2 separate regions of the Rattus norvegicus genome follow, and region 2 is linked to region 1. The links are chromatin contacts, called in public Hi-C maps. All regions are on one chromosome and are shown on one strand. The core of a region is the stretch at or near the end of the contact, and the rest is flanking DNA. Distances in the headings are between cores, read along the strand shown.

Evidence for each region. A called contact is a pair of places that touch in the nucleus more often than the background predicts.
Region 2: a Hi-C map of mammary epithelial cells shows a contact between it and region 1, with 3 times the contacts expected there. The contact joins two enhancer-like sites. A contact is called at or near these places in 8 of 12 Hi-C or Micro-C datasets (the A7r5 cell line, the Rat2 cell line, Schwann cells and 5 more) and 1 of 1 datasets of contacts at active chromatin or transcription factors (oligodendrocytes).

What each region holds. Positions count from the first base shown.
Region 1 is chr1:262,019,165-262,025,933 of GRCr8, reverse strand. Xpnpep1 (X-prolyl aminopeptidase 1) reads left to right here. Exons shown (of 21, transcript NM_001398660.1): 8 at 274-369; 9 at 2,440-2,521; 10 at 4,215-4,425; 11 at 5,650-5,739; 12 at 6,646-6,696. Among named protein-coding and RNA genes, the nearest start is that of Xpnpep1, 34 kb to the left of the region's middle. Within about 2 kb of position 1,898, at least 29 of the 93 cell types and tissues checked have an H3K27ac peak or open chromatin away from gene starts, as enhancers often do.
Region 2 is chr1:262,379,829-262,386,707 of GRCr8, reverse strand. Mxi1 (MAX interactor 1, dimerization protein) reads right to left here. Exons shown (of 6, transcript NM_013160.2): 4 at 1,315-1,429; 5 at 467-638. Among named protein-coding and RNA genes, the nearest start is that of Smndc1, 23 kb to the left of the region's middle. Within about 2 kb of position 5,332, at least 56 of the 93 cell types and tissues checked have an H3K27ac peak or open chromatin away from gene starts, as enhancers often do.

The sequences.
Region 1 (6,769 bases), core at 649-3,148:
GTCCAGAGCCATAACTGCTCCAAGCAGTAGGACCCCTGGTAGATGCTGCGCCTGGTAGGTCTGGGTGCTGCGTAGGCCTTTGGGGGAGGCAGGCAGGGCTCAGGGCAGTCAGGGGACTTGGCAGAGTCGTCTTCCTTCTGTAGGGATGGACTCTACGCTGCACGCCTGCCGTGAGAAGTGGTACTGTGTGCGAGGGTTCAGCATAGCCTTCTCACCTGGCTTCTGACTTCCGAGGGTCATAGAGGAGGCAGACGCTCATTTGTTTTCTTACAGGCATCTCGTGGAAGGAGAAGGTTGCAGACCTTCGGTTGAAAATGGCAGAGAGGAGCATCGTGTGGTTTGTGGTCACTGCCCTAGACGAGATTGCATGTGAGTACTCTGGTTTCACTGCAGGGGCATTACCTGATCTCCTCCTTGGGCCTCTGGGAATCTGTGTTTGTGCCATTCAGCTCTGTGAATGGTGAGGGAATTCGTAACAGTGTCTTTAAATAAGAGAGCAAATGCTGGTTAGCACAAAGGAGGGAGCATTACAGTTGGAATAGGGATGGCCCACCTGACAGAACAGCGCACACACAGCCAGGGGCTCCTGGTGAATCCGGTGTGTGATGCCTGCCTCTGGCCTCGCAGTCTGAAGGACTGACTTCTCTGAGGAAGAATATTCTAAATATTTTTTTTTTGTGTTGCTCTCTCTTTATACTTAAATAGTTTCTAAGATCTTCACCGAGAGAGTATTCTAGTCAAGTTTTTACCTCAGAAAACTTAACAGGAAGGTCTTCTCTAGGTCCTGCCCCTTAATCTTCTGACTTTCCACTACCCCTGCTGTTCAAAACCTGTCCTCTCCCAGAGTTTGAAGGAGCCTGAGTGAAATGCTCTCTCCTGTCCTGCTCTGACTGGATTTGATTCAGGGAGGCTTGGAAGAGGCTTTTGTGCATTTTATCTCTCCACTGGAGGAAGAAAGCCCACTGGGGATGTCCCGCCTCTTCCGTCCCCAGACTTTGTCAGATGTCTGTGATTGTTGTCTCGAATTAACCCTGCCTCAGAGGGAAAAACACACAAAAGTGCTTTCTCTCTTTGAAAATAAAACAAATATGTCCCTATTTTGGAGACCCTCTGAAGTGCAGAGGAAGTAGAAGAAAAATAAGATTCACTCACAAGCCTTTTCCCTAGTGACAGCCATTGTTGACATTTCTGTGTATCTGTCATTCAGCCTGGTGTTCTAGACGTGTCAGTGTGCTGGGAACAAATATAAACGCAATTTAAGCATTAAGAATCCCCTCAAATGGTGGTGCTAAGGTCTGCCTGACAGCTTCCATTTGGAGGCCTTTGCGCTATCTCCAGCTTCTCCATAAGTTACTGTGGTTCTCTCGTCCGGAGCATGGCTCATACTCACATATCTCAGTTTCTGGTCATTTTGCCTTCCTATTTCTGGTTGATTTTGTGGGTACTCTTGTGAGTGTGAGGGTGAGCGTGTGGTGGGACTTCTGACACATCCATTCTGTCACACGTCAGCAGCCCCAAGTCCCTTCATTTCAGAAGGAGGTAGTAAAGCCCGATGGGAGGCAGGCCTCTAACCCAGCACTTGGGAGGCAGAGGCATGTGAATCTGAGTTCGAGGCCAGCCTGGACCACCTAGCAGGTTCCAGGCTGTCTACGGCTACACAATGAGACCTTGTCTCCAAAAAATAAAACACTCAAGAGTCAGTATGAGGTTAAACCTTTCTACTTTCTTTGAGAAGCCATTATTTTAACATAGAGGGGGCGGCTGCTTTTTGTACTTGGCCTTTTCGCTCCCTTATCTTTGAGAGCAAGCATTGGAGCGGCAGCCAGGCCCAGAGCTGCACTGTCTGCTTGTCTGTTAGGCTTCTCAAGTGTTCGGTGACCTCATCAGACTCCAGCCCCTGGCTCAGGGCAGGTCCTCCACCCAGCCCAGTAACAGCCCACTGTGGCTGAGCCACAGCCTCCTGACTCACGACTTCCGGCTCTGAGGAGAGCTCTGTGTAGGTGGAGCTCAGTGGGGTCTCTATGTCACCACCTCCACTTCAGACTTTCTGTCCTAGGTCGTTTGCCTTGGAATAGAGAGATTGCATGTGTCCCCCTTATATTTGAGGGGGTCAGAGTCTGTTTGCAGCAGCGCTGAGCTTGGCAGATTCCCACAGTCAGTTACCAGTTTCAGCTCTTTGGGGGACACTGGTTATGACTTTTTGATCCTACTCCCTCCTCAGGCTTGCAACATGGCCAACTAGGAAACAGTTCTGGCGCCATCAGGTGGCCGACACCAGCATCTGCAGCTCAGTCGTGGAACCCTGAGAGATGTGGAATCCTTTGATAGGAGCTGAATTCTAAGCAGAAACTCCTCCCTCCCCAAAAGCTACCTGTAAAGCCTGACCCTGGAGCCAGGCATTGAAAGGAACCATTTTAAAGAAATTGCTTTCCTTTTTAGGGCTGTTCAATCTCCGAGGGTCAGATGTGGAGCACAACCCGGTGTTTTTCTCCTACGCAATCATAGGACTAGAGAGGATCATGTAAGTGCTCTCTCCCACCCAGATACCCCCTCCTGGCCCTCACCCCACCGTTGCTATGCTTGCTTTCTCACTTTAGAACTCCTCCTTCATCCGCTTGTCCTTGCCTGTCCTAACAGGTGTTTGCTTTAATCCTGCCTTCCCTCTAAACCTCTAAATGTCTTGAAATCTACAAAATTATTTATAGTAACACAAGACTGAGAAATAAGTGTGTGAGACTATCAGAGCACAGATGCTGTGAGGTTCTTCATGAGGTTCCTGCTGTGTGATCTGGCCCAGGCCACACAGGTTTCAGGTTTCCCAGAAGGCAGTGCGGAGGGAGCAGCATAGGCTTAGCTGTATGGTTCTGGACCCCAGGCGTCTTAAAGGTCAGCAGCAATATGGGGAATCATGGTCTATGGTCTGCTGTCTTGCCAGTTTTACCACTTCAGACATTACTTTCAGGCTAACGTCATTGTCTTTCTGTTGAATGGGATTATAGTTCTTTGCTCTTGTGATAGAACACTCTGATTGGAAATAACTTAGGGGAGGAAAGGATGACCTTGACTTACACTTCATGCCACAGTCCACCATTGAGGGGAACCAGGGCAGGAACTCAAACAGGAGCTTGAAGCAGGGCCTTGTTTAGCTGGCTTTCTCTCTTTCTTTTTTCTTTTCTTTTCTTTTCTTTTTTTTTTTTTAAAGATTTATTCATTTATATGAGTACACTGTCGCTTTCTTCAGACACACTAGAAGAGGGCATTGTTACAGATGGTTGTGAGCCACCATGTGGTTGCTGGGAATTGAACTCAGGACTTCTGGAAGAACAGTTGATGCTCTTAACCACTGAGCCATAGCTGGCTTTCTTATATAGCACAGAATCACCTGCCTAGGGAATGGTGCCACCTGCAGTGGGCGCATGCCTAAGGAATGGTGCCACAGGCAGAGGGCTGGGCCCTCCTGTATCAACTGAACCAAGACAATCTCTCAGAGATTTACCCAGTAGCCAATCATTTTGGCCTGTCCTCAGCTCATTTGCACTTCTCAGACAATGGTAGGCTGTGTCAAGTTGACAGTTAAAACTTAACTACGGCAGGGGCCAGGTGTGTCTGTACACATCTTTAATTCCAGTTCTCAGAAGGCAGAAACAGGCAGATATCTGAGTTTGGTCTACATAGTTCCAGGACAGCTGGTGTTACAAAGTGAGACCGTGTCTCAAAAAAACCACCAACCAACCAACCACTAGCAGCAGCAACAACAAGTCCGTCCTTTCTTCTTTTTACTTAATGTGTAAAATAGAGGGTTCATCGTGACACTCTACATGTATTTATCATTGCACCGTGCTCATGTTTGGACAGCTCACTTATTGACTGTGAACTGTGTTGGGACTGGTATTGGATGCTAGCATGAATGGCAGCGTCCTGGGTTACAGTTGAGAAGCTGAGCTCTCCTTTCCCTGAAGGGTTCAGGCATATAAGTGGGGGACCAGCCCGTTAGGGGTGGATGTGTGTGCACAGGAAGGGCTATCGTAGGTGTGTAAGAGGAGATGGCTGGAGGAAAAAGGAAGCATGTTGAATCAAAAATGAAGGCTAGGTGAGCTGTGGTGGTGGGCAGAGGTGGGGTGAGAGGAATCTCGGAAAGGGACGGCGTGCCCTCCTCTGTCTTTCGAGTGGGGTGAGCCATCATATGTGAGTGGGGTGAACCCCGATCCCCACAGGCTCTTCATCGACGGGGACCGCATTGATGCGCCTGGTGTGAAACAGCACCTGCTCCTTGACTTGGGCCTGGAGGCAGAATATAAAATCCAGGTGCTGCCTTACAAGTCCATCCTGAGTGAACTCAAGACCCTGTGTGCTGACCTGTCCCCGAGGGAGAAGGTGTGGGTCAGTGACAAAGCCAGCTATGCTGTGAGCGAGGCCATCCCCAAGGTGAGTGGCCTCAGTCCGCCCTGTCTGTACGGGGCTGGCACCTTTGTGGTTCTGATGAACAGAGCTGGATGGGCTCTGACCTGTGGTCTCTGCCTGAGCCCAGAGCTGGATCCTGGAGTGGAGCCTCTGAGGCCCTTTAAACTCCTTGGGTTTATGTCTCCAGGGTGTGGTGGGAAAGATGGTCTTGGGTGGCACACGCTGATACTTAGGCTTATTCAAATATGTCTGTCCTAACAGCAGTTAGTGTGCCTGAGATAAGAAGCTCTAAGTATGACGGTGCCGCTGTGAGAATGCTTTCAGATAAAGTACAGAACGAGTAAGGTCGTGTAGGTGCTAAACGGTGGTGAAGGCTCCCAAGACCCTGAATGCTGGGGTGCACTTCCCAGCACACAGTTCATCTCGTTCCCTGTGTTTGAGCTTTGGAGGTTTGAGGCACAGAGAGACTGGGGACTGGAGCATTTGTCTTAGGATCACATGGTAGCAATGGCCTTTCCCTTCGTGAGGCAGCCATACCTGTGGATCCACTTTAGTTAGAATGTGTGGTGGGGCCTCAGCCCAGACCTCTTTACCGGGGTTTTCCTACTGCCGGCCAGGGCCTGTGGTTGCTAAGTGATCTTTGAGTCACTCATCAGCATCCTTGATGCTGCACACTGCCTCTGGCCTCCTGCTCAGCCACTGAGAACGCTCCTGCTTTCCCTGCTCCAGGAGGGGAGTGTGTGTGGGGAGAGGCGGAGAATGTGCACAAGTTGGGAAGCTCTGGGGAAGGGTCAGGCGTGCTGAACCCCTTCACGTTCACACGGGGCTGGGCTCTGATTTATTCTGCACCGGGGAAGGGTCCACCCTTCAGTGACTGAGATGAGGCAGCAGCTGAGGGTGATCCTAGAGAGAAGTGGGGAGAGCAGGAGTCCTTGTTTGCAGGTCACCCCCCCTTCAGAGGTAGAATTGTTTCGGTTACCTCTGAGAGGATAATGAGCCCCAGCCATAGCTACAAGGCCTGGAAAAGCAGTCCTATGCTGTGACAGACCGGAAGCATCAAGAGCGTGGCTTGGAGGGGGATGTCTCACTCGATGTATTTAACTTCCTCTGGGTGACCTCAAGCTGTGCTGAACATGCCCAGAGCATCAGCTGTGGCGCCAGGACTGCAGGGGACAGGTGCTGAGCTCCGACCTGCAGTCTTCAAATGGTTTGCCTCCGAGTGTTTCTCACCTTCTCTGCCTCGCCCAGGATCATCGGTGCTGTATGCCTTATACGCCCATCTGCATTGCCAAAGCCGTGAAGAACTCCGCCGAGTCAGCAGGCATGAGGCGGGCTCATGTGAGTGCAGGGCGCATGGGACAGAGGCAGTCGGAAGGAGCCAGCTCTTTCCTCCTCTCTGGGGCCTGGGCCCAAGTCCTCTGGTCTTCCAGAGTCAGTGGGACAATGAGATAGCCATTATGTTGAGCATATAGGCCTGAAATCCTAGCTACTTGCGAGTCTGAGGCAGGAGGATTGTGAATTTCAGTATCAGGTATGTAGTGGGACCTGTTTCAAAAAAGAAAAACCGTAAAATTGGATGTATTAAAATTTTGTGAAATATGACACAAAGTACAAAGAAAGCAGGCGGAAGAGATGGCTCAGTGGTTAAGAGCGTTGGCTGCTCTTCTGGTGGACACAGGTTCAGTTCCCAGCACATACACCATCTCACGACTGTCTGTAACTCTAGTCCCAGGAGAGCCGATGCTGTTTGTCTTAACCTCTGGGGGCACTCGGCACACATGGTGTATAGACACCCGTGCAAGCAAAACACCTATAAAGGTTACACGCATGCACGCATGCACGCATGCACCGATGAGGACCGTGTACAGGGTGGTAGGGTGTGGTGTGATGAGAAAATTAGAAACAGGCAGAAGGTGAGGCTAGCAAGATCTGAGGTTGACAGAGGCTGACCACAGTCAGTCACTCCTGGCTCGGTGCAGGATGGGAATTGGCTGGGTAGAGGAGCTGCCCGTGTGCGTGCTCAGACGGAGCCCCTCTCGACTGAGCCTCAGCTGTGAATGCTGGGCAGCGTTGTTCTTCTCACTCAGTCACGTGTGGGCTTCCCAGATCTCCTCCACAGCATCCACGTGCCTGAGTGCTGCTGGGATGAAGCCTTGGGGGAGGGGGTGGAGGTGGGGGGGTGGGGTGGTGGGATGGCCTCAGGACTGGGACCTGAATCTCATTACCTGACTCTGGTTTGCACAGATTAAAGATGCCGTTGCCCTCTGCGAGCTCTTCAACTGGCTGGAGCAAGAGGTTGGTTCTCACCTTCATTGCACATGAGGCTTAAAAGACGGAGCTATCAGCCGTCCGTGCCACGGCTGTCACC
Region 2 (6,879 bases), core at 4,083-6,582, 360 kb before region 1:
CTGTTTATTTTATGTGTGTGAGGACACTGCAGCTGTCTTCATTCACACCAGAAGAGGGCATCAGATCCCTCACAGATGGTTGTGAGCTTGCTGAGAATTGAACTCATGACCTCTGGAAGAGAAGTCAGTGCTCCACTCCAGCCCCTAATAACTTGGCATTTTCTAAACAAAACTTTTCTGTAAGTTTAAAATTGTTTCTAAATAGAAAATATGTATATAAATATGTGAAAAAAGTGTGGTTCACAAAGGCACTGCCAGAGAATTTTAGGGGGCATAAGCCCACATTTGGGAGCTAGGAGTGTGCCAGGCAGAGCCCACTCGTGCTCCGCACTGGCTTTGCTCTCCCGCACAAAGCAACAGAACCTAGAACACTACAGCCTGGTTAACGAGAGCAGACGCGGTGTCTGCAGTCTCCCTACCCCTTTTCAGAGACACCCGGTATTTTCTTAGAAACAGAGCTGCCTACCTCGCTCTGAATCCGAGCGATCTGAGGAGATCGTTGATCCAATGCTGTCCATTCGTATCCGCTCCATCTCCTGAGGACCCTGCAGCTGTTCCAGTCGCCGCTTTAAAAATCTCTGTTCTCGTTCCAAGTTCTCAAGCTGGTGCTGGCTCTTCCTTTCGGCTTCTTCAAGTTTCTGAAATGGAGACATTTTATTTACATCTGTAGTCCGGTCTAAAAAAGTACAACTAACTTCTGCCTAGCATTTTTCTTTGGCAAAGAAAGTATGAAGGGGGTATATACCCATATACATACTTATATGTGGGTACGTATGTACTCTTGTATATATAAGCACAGATAAGCACTTACTTTTTTTTTTTCTTTTTTTCGGAGCTGGGGACTGAACCCAGGGCCTTGTGCTTGCTAGGCAAGCGCTCTACCACTGAGCTAAATCCCCAACCCCAAATTTAGCATAAAACCAGTTGTCTTTTTTGCGTATGAGCGCTCCATTACTTGAACAAAATGAACTATAAACGTCTGTGAGGTAACCTCCACAAAGAGAAACCTCCTGCAGTGTGGTATTTGATGGAAAATTACTGAGAGAGAAAGCCAAAAGACAGTGTCTCCACAAGGGGTCGCAACTGCCTTCCTTCTGGGCATCAGAAAGGTCACTTATTTCCCTAGCATTCTCAGGTCTAAACGGCCACGCCGTCAAAAATACACTTTCATTTATCACATTGTGCTGCGCCATTGGATTGGCTGGCAAGACTTTACAAAGGTTTCAGGGAGGGCAGTTAGCAAAGAGGACGGCCCAGTGAGCTGGACACAACACAAACAGGAAGCGTTGCAAAGATGGGAGCGAAGATTCTCACCTTGATGTGTGCTTTGGCTTTGTTGAGCAAACCAAGTGTTGTGTGCCTGGTGCAGTCTGGGCCCAGCGGGATCAGAACTTTTAAGCGTTCTAAACACAGGCGCAGGTGAGCTCGTCTGAGGAAGAAATCATCTCATCAGCACAGCCTGGATATCCACTAGACACACAGGATCTAACAACAGCGACTCTGAGCCCTTAGCCAACAACCATCTCACTCCCAACTCTTCAAAGTACCTGCACACAGCGGTGCTGGCCTCCCGCTCCACCGCTTTGTGCCCTGCAGACACAAGTCACTTTGTCATCCCCCCAGGAACTCTGTCAGAGATCGTGTATCTGTTCTCTAGGCCCCTTCGTAAGCTCCCCACTGTGCTGTTAGAGTGAAAGGGGTGCCGAATGCCTAAAACGCAGGCTGGAGGAGGGTGCAGTTACTGTACCTCAGAGGAGATAGAAAACACCAAGGTTCCTATCTCCTTCCACCTTGTAATTACACGTGCGCGCACACACGCGCACACACATGCACCCACACTGTTCAGTAACTGTAGCCATCCTACAGGCTTGGATGCTGTTTATGCAGTAGGCAGAATGACCTCAACACTTCCTGGTCTTCACACACCGCAGTACTTCTAAAAACGACAGTTCCATTGATCCAGCACGGCACGAAGGCCTCCACTTGTGCTGTGAGCAGACTGCTCTTGGTTACTTTCTCCCTTTCTCTTCCCTTCTCACGACCTAGCCTAAGTTCTGCACAGGGAAAACAGGTGACAGAATTACTCAAAGTCCTAAGTTCTCTGACAGTCCCTTCTCTGGAAAAACCAGAGGGCATTTTTTCCTAGAAATGTTTCCAGAGAGCCTCGCGCACTTGCGCTCTCCAGCTGTGACCACGCGTATAACGGAGACATTAAAACATTGTAGTCTCCAGTCTGAGTCTGCTTTACCAAGCATTAACAGTTCAGTGGCGTGCGGCATGTGGACTCCTTTGGGGCTGTAACTGAACTTTCTACAACAGTCTCAACTGTATCAGGGTAACGCAAGGCCCCCTCTTTCTCTCAAACGGGACTAGAATAGTCTCATTAGCTCACTGGGTCTTAATACACAACAAATGATGTCAAGTGACAATCTCCAATGTAGCGTTTGAGAGAGGGGCAGGAAAGGTGACAAGTGGTCAGCTGTGTCACTGACAAGCAAGGGTGATTAAGGGCAGCGAGGCCAGAGGTTTGGCTGATGATGGCTGGGCCTTACAGCATCCACAGGCCCAGCCACAGTGATTGAACGATCGGAAGAGAATTTCCAGTCTTTTCTGAGCCTGTCCTCTCAAGTCTAACACTTGACTCCAGGCTGCAACTGCATATACTTAAAGCGGATGAAGGGACGTCTGCACTTCTCTCTACTTAACAATTTAAAGGTCGCTCCAAACCTAATTCTCTCAGCCGAGGAGTTGCATTGCTCAGGTCCCTCTTGCTAAGCAGACCAGAATCAACACCCAGACCACACACACGGGGGAGGTGGCTTTATCTTCTACACTAGATCCCCTCGGTTTCTGCCTAACAACTTTCCTCAGGAGACATGGCTCAAGGGTGAGACACAGGCCGGCCATTCTCTTAAAAATTAGAGGCTCTGCTCTGAATTCAGCCTTCTACAGAAGTAAAGAGAGCAACCAGAAAAATTAAGGAAGTATGTCAGAGGAACACTCTGACGATATTGTTCGAATTACTCAATTCCAAAAGTTCGCCCATGCGGCAAATTATCTTTTAACATTTTAGGTTTTAAAACCAGTCTTTCACTAGGCTAAGTCACGTTTTTGTTTTGTCATGCTAAAACCTTTACCGAAATGACAAACCCGAGGATGTAACTCAGTAGTAAGTGCTTAACCAGCAAGGTCCTGTGTGATTCCCCACATGTCAAAATTTAAAGGAGAAAATAGCAAACAGGGTACTATTTGCTCTCCCTCTTTCTCAGATTATTCGGTTATATATTTGCCATGTCTCTTTTGTGTACTCAAATTATTTTAGGTATTTCTTTGGTTGGGGAGAGCAAAAAATAAATAATAAAAATTTTTAAAAATTAAAATTTTTGAAGGAACCCGATTCCCGAGTGTCCCACTAGGCGTACACCAAGCAAGCAATCCAGGTGTGGGGACATCCGCAGGGGGAGGTGGCAGACCTTTAAAAGCAGGTGAAACTTGGCTTTAGAGATTTAAGGGTCTTGAATCTGTCTCTGAAGAAGCGAGGACTTTCCGGGTAATTAAAGGAGGAAAAGGGGATCTGACTTGAGATTACAGGCTGGAGTCCAGGGTAAATGACCTCGGACCATGCACATGGTCCTAGCTCAATGCCCAGGGCTGCAAACAGCTAAGCAACAAAACCCCACAGAAACAAAACCTGTGAGGTTAACAATGCCTCGGTTTCCCTCACACAGGAGGAAAAGGCTGAGGTGCCCTTCTGTAAGGAAGCACCGTGTTCAGTTTCAGGGTCTTAATAAATTTTTAAATTTATTAATAAACCAAGTCAAAAGTTTAATGCCCAAAATGGATAGGCAAGGCAAAATTACATTCTGGAAGGGGTTTTCCTCGGCCACTGTGAACATTTCTTCAGGCGGGTGATTATAAATACACTCCAAGGCGCAGCACACGCCCAGAGGACACGCCTGTCTCTGTATGAAGGATGATGACCAGTGAATAGGGCGCCTTACTTACTAAGGTGTCCCTGCGGAAGCTAAGTATCACTTCCTACAGTTTTTGTGTTTCAAAGTGAAACACAGCAAAGGATTGGTGGCAGCTGCCAGCTGACCAACAGGGCTGTGCTGTCCCAAACTCCTCGTGCACGCACATGCCACTTCCTTCTAGGAGCGGCGGGTGCACCCTGACTATCAGTGTGAGGCGAGTCACCTGCTTTCCTAGAAGAGCTGGGTGGCTGTTGTACCTCCTCTGTCCCCTTCACCCCAGGCCTCTGCTGGTAACCACAGATTGGCCTGCCTTTTGCCATCTGGTCTTTTCCTGCCTCCATTCTAGTGACCGGTGGCTCAAAAACCTCCTGTTAGGGGGTTGCCCAATCACAGGCCACAAGAGACACAAAAGGTCTAGTTTGATCTGAAATCCATACTCACTGAGGAAAACAGGATCAAATACACAGTGACGTTTTCCGAGGTCTCTACAAAGGACTGATACCCAGAATAAGGATCCCGCACGTCACATTTTAAAGTCAAGGAATTGGACTTGGCAATTTTTTTTAAATGTTAACTTCCTGGTTATCGGTTACTTAACTTTTATTAACACACGGATACTCTGTAACACTGGGTTAGCTCCAAATATAATATGTTAACATCTCTGGTAGGTCAGCGTGAAAACAAATCCTGCGGAAGAGGCTAGCGCTAAGCAAACCCCGCCCGCCTGTTAAGATGAGGCTGAAGGACGGAGACACACAAACGCACTCTGAGTCTCAAAGCCACTTTCAAGTCCACCTTAAAATGAGCTCTTTCAAGTAGCAATTCCTAGCCAACAGCTCTTCCTAGTCCTATCAAAATGGCCCACATCTTCAAACTGGGAAAGAGGAGGTGGTGCTGCCATTATGTTGGTCGGGTGGGGTCATTTTCCCTGAAGAAACCCTCTGAGCTCCACTGACAAACAGATATCACAAAACATGCAAGGAAGACACTTCCTACAAAACAGGGCGCTGTGGAGGGTAGACGCATCAACTAAGAGCACATGCAGTTGCGGGAAGAATTCCCTTTCAGAAAAAGAAAAGCGTAGAAACCAAACCAAAGCTCCCACGGCAGTGCTTTTCAAGTCCTTCTGGAAACCGATCCCCCAGCCCAACAATGAGAAGTCCAGCCCCGCCTGGCCCCACAAACAGTGCTGGCTGATGCCCTCGGAGGCCTGGCCCTTCATTCTCCCGCCCCGGGACACCAAGACTTTGCCAAGTAGCTAAATCAAAATGGAAAATAAGCGGAGTGATAGGGACAAGCTTGCCCTCTCCTCTCTGCTGTTACGCAACAGGCTGGGAGTTCTCCCAGGAGCCGCATTCTTCAAGCTAGTCTGGCCAGCTGCCAGTTCTCACTCCCTCCGCGCTCCTGCACATGACAGCCGTGAGCTGCTACCCTACACATTCTATACACTCAAGTTTCCACGCAGTTTAATGTATTGAGAGTCTCTAAAGATAGGCGAAAATCTGTCTGCTTACTTTAAAACATGGCATTAGAAATGGATCCAGATAAATCAAGCACACGGCTTTCTGCTCATGAATTTTATTTATGAAAACATATATGATCATATCCCGTTCACCTCGTTCTGTTTATCAAACAAGGGAGCTAGACAAGCTGCTCTTATCAACTAGTATCTGGTAACTGTGCTTCCCCGGCAGCTCACGGCAGTAACCTGGCAAGGGGAATTTTCCCACTGTGAGACTTGACTCTGGGAGCCATGGGGCTCGGTGACAACAGAAATAAACACAGAGGGGCTGGGACCCTCTTCATATCTTTCAACTTTTACTTCACAGTCTTCTCAGTCAGTGTTGTAAAGTAACCACACAGAAGCGTGAATGAGTGTCGTAGTGAAGTCGTAGGCACAGGCACACACACCTGACACATGTCAGTGCTGGCAGGAAAGGGCTCATCGACGTACGCTGGGACTTGCGATATAGCCAAGCTTGCCTCAAATTTATGACTCTTCTGTTCTCCTACCCCCAACACACTAAGGGCACCAATATATCCACTGTGAAGTCCTTAAAGACCACTCTAAATCTAACGTTCAGAGGGGAGGATAATGTACATCCTGGAGGTACTTGTCTCAGAGAGTGAGAGGTTAGATACGGTGTCTTTCAAAAGTCATTATTTTCCTTAAACTAATCTGTAAAAATATTTTATATACAAATAAACAGACATAACACAAAATGCGCTTATAAAACAAAAGCTGTGGCACTGGAGAGATGCCTCGGGGCTTAGAGGGCAAATGCTCTTGCTGAGGACCGGAGTTCAATTTCTAGCACCGTGCTGCGTTGCTCCCCACCGCTGTAACAGGAGCTCCGGGGACCTAATGTTGACCTTTGAACTCCAGGGTATCCGCATCTACGTGAACATGCCCACATAGGGGGAATCACGCATACATACAATTAAAATAGGTTTAATTAATGAAAACTAAATATCTCAAGACCTCCAGAAAACTGCTAGCAGTTCCAGCTGATAAGTAGGGTTTTTGGACTTAAGGATGGCCTTTCTGACTCATGGCTGAGATTATGTATCCCCAAGACTTGGAGTATAGACGAGAATGGGCAGGGGAGCAGGGTCAAGAGGATATGAGAAAGAGACAAGGTAAAGGGTGTCTATGTGTATGTGAGTGTGTATGTGTGTGTCTGAGTGTGTGAGAGTGTGTATGTGTGAGAGTGTGTGTGGGAGTGTGTATATGTGAGAGTGTGAGTGTGTGAAAGTGAGTGTATGTGTGACAGAGTCTGTGTGAGTGTATGTGAGAGTGAGAGTGTGTATATGTGTGAGAGTATGTGTGTATGAGTGTGTATGAGTGTGTATATGTATGAGAGAGTGAGTGTGTGTGTATGTGTGAGTATATGTGAGAGAATGA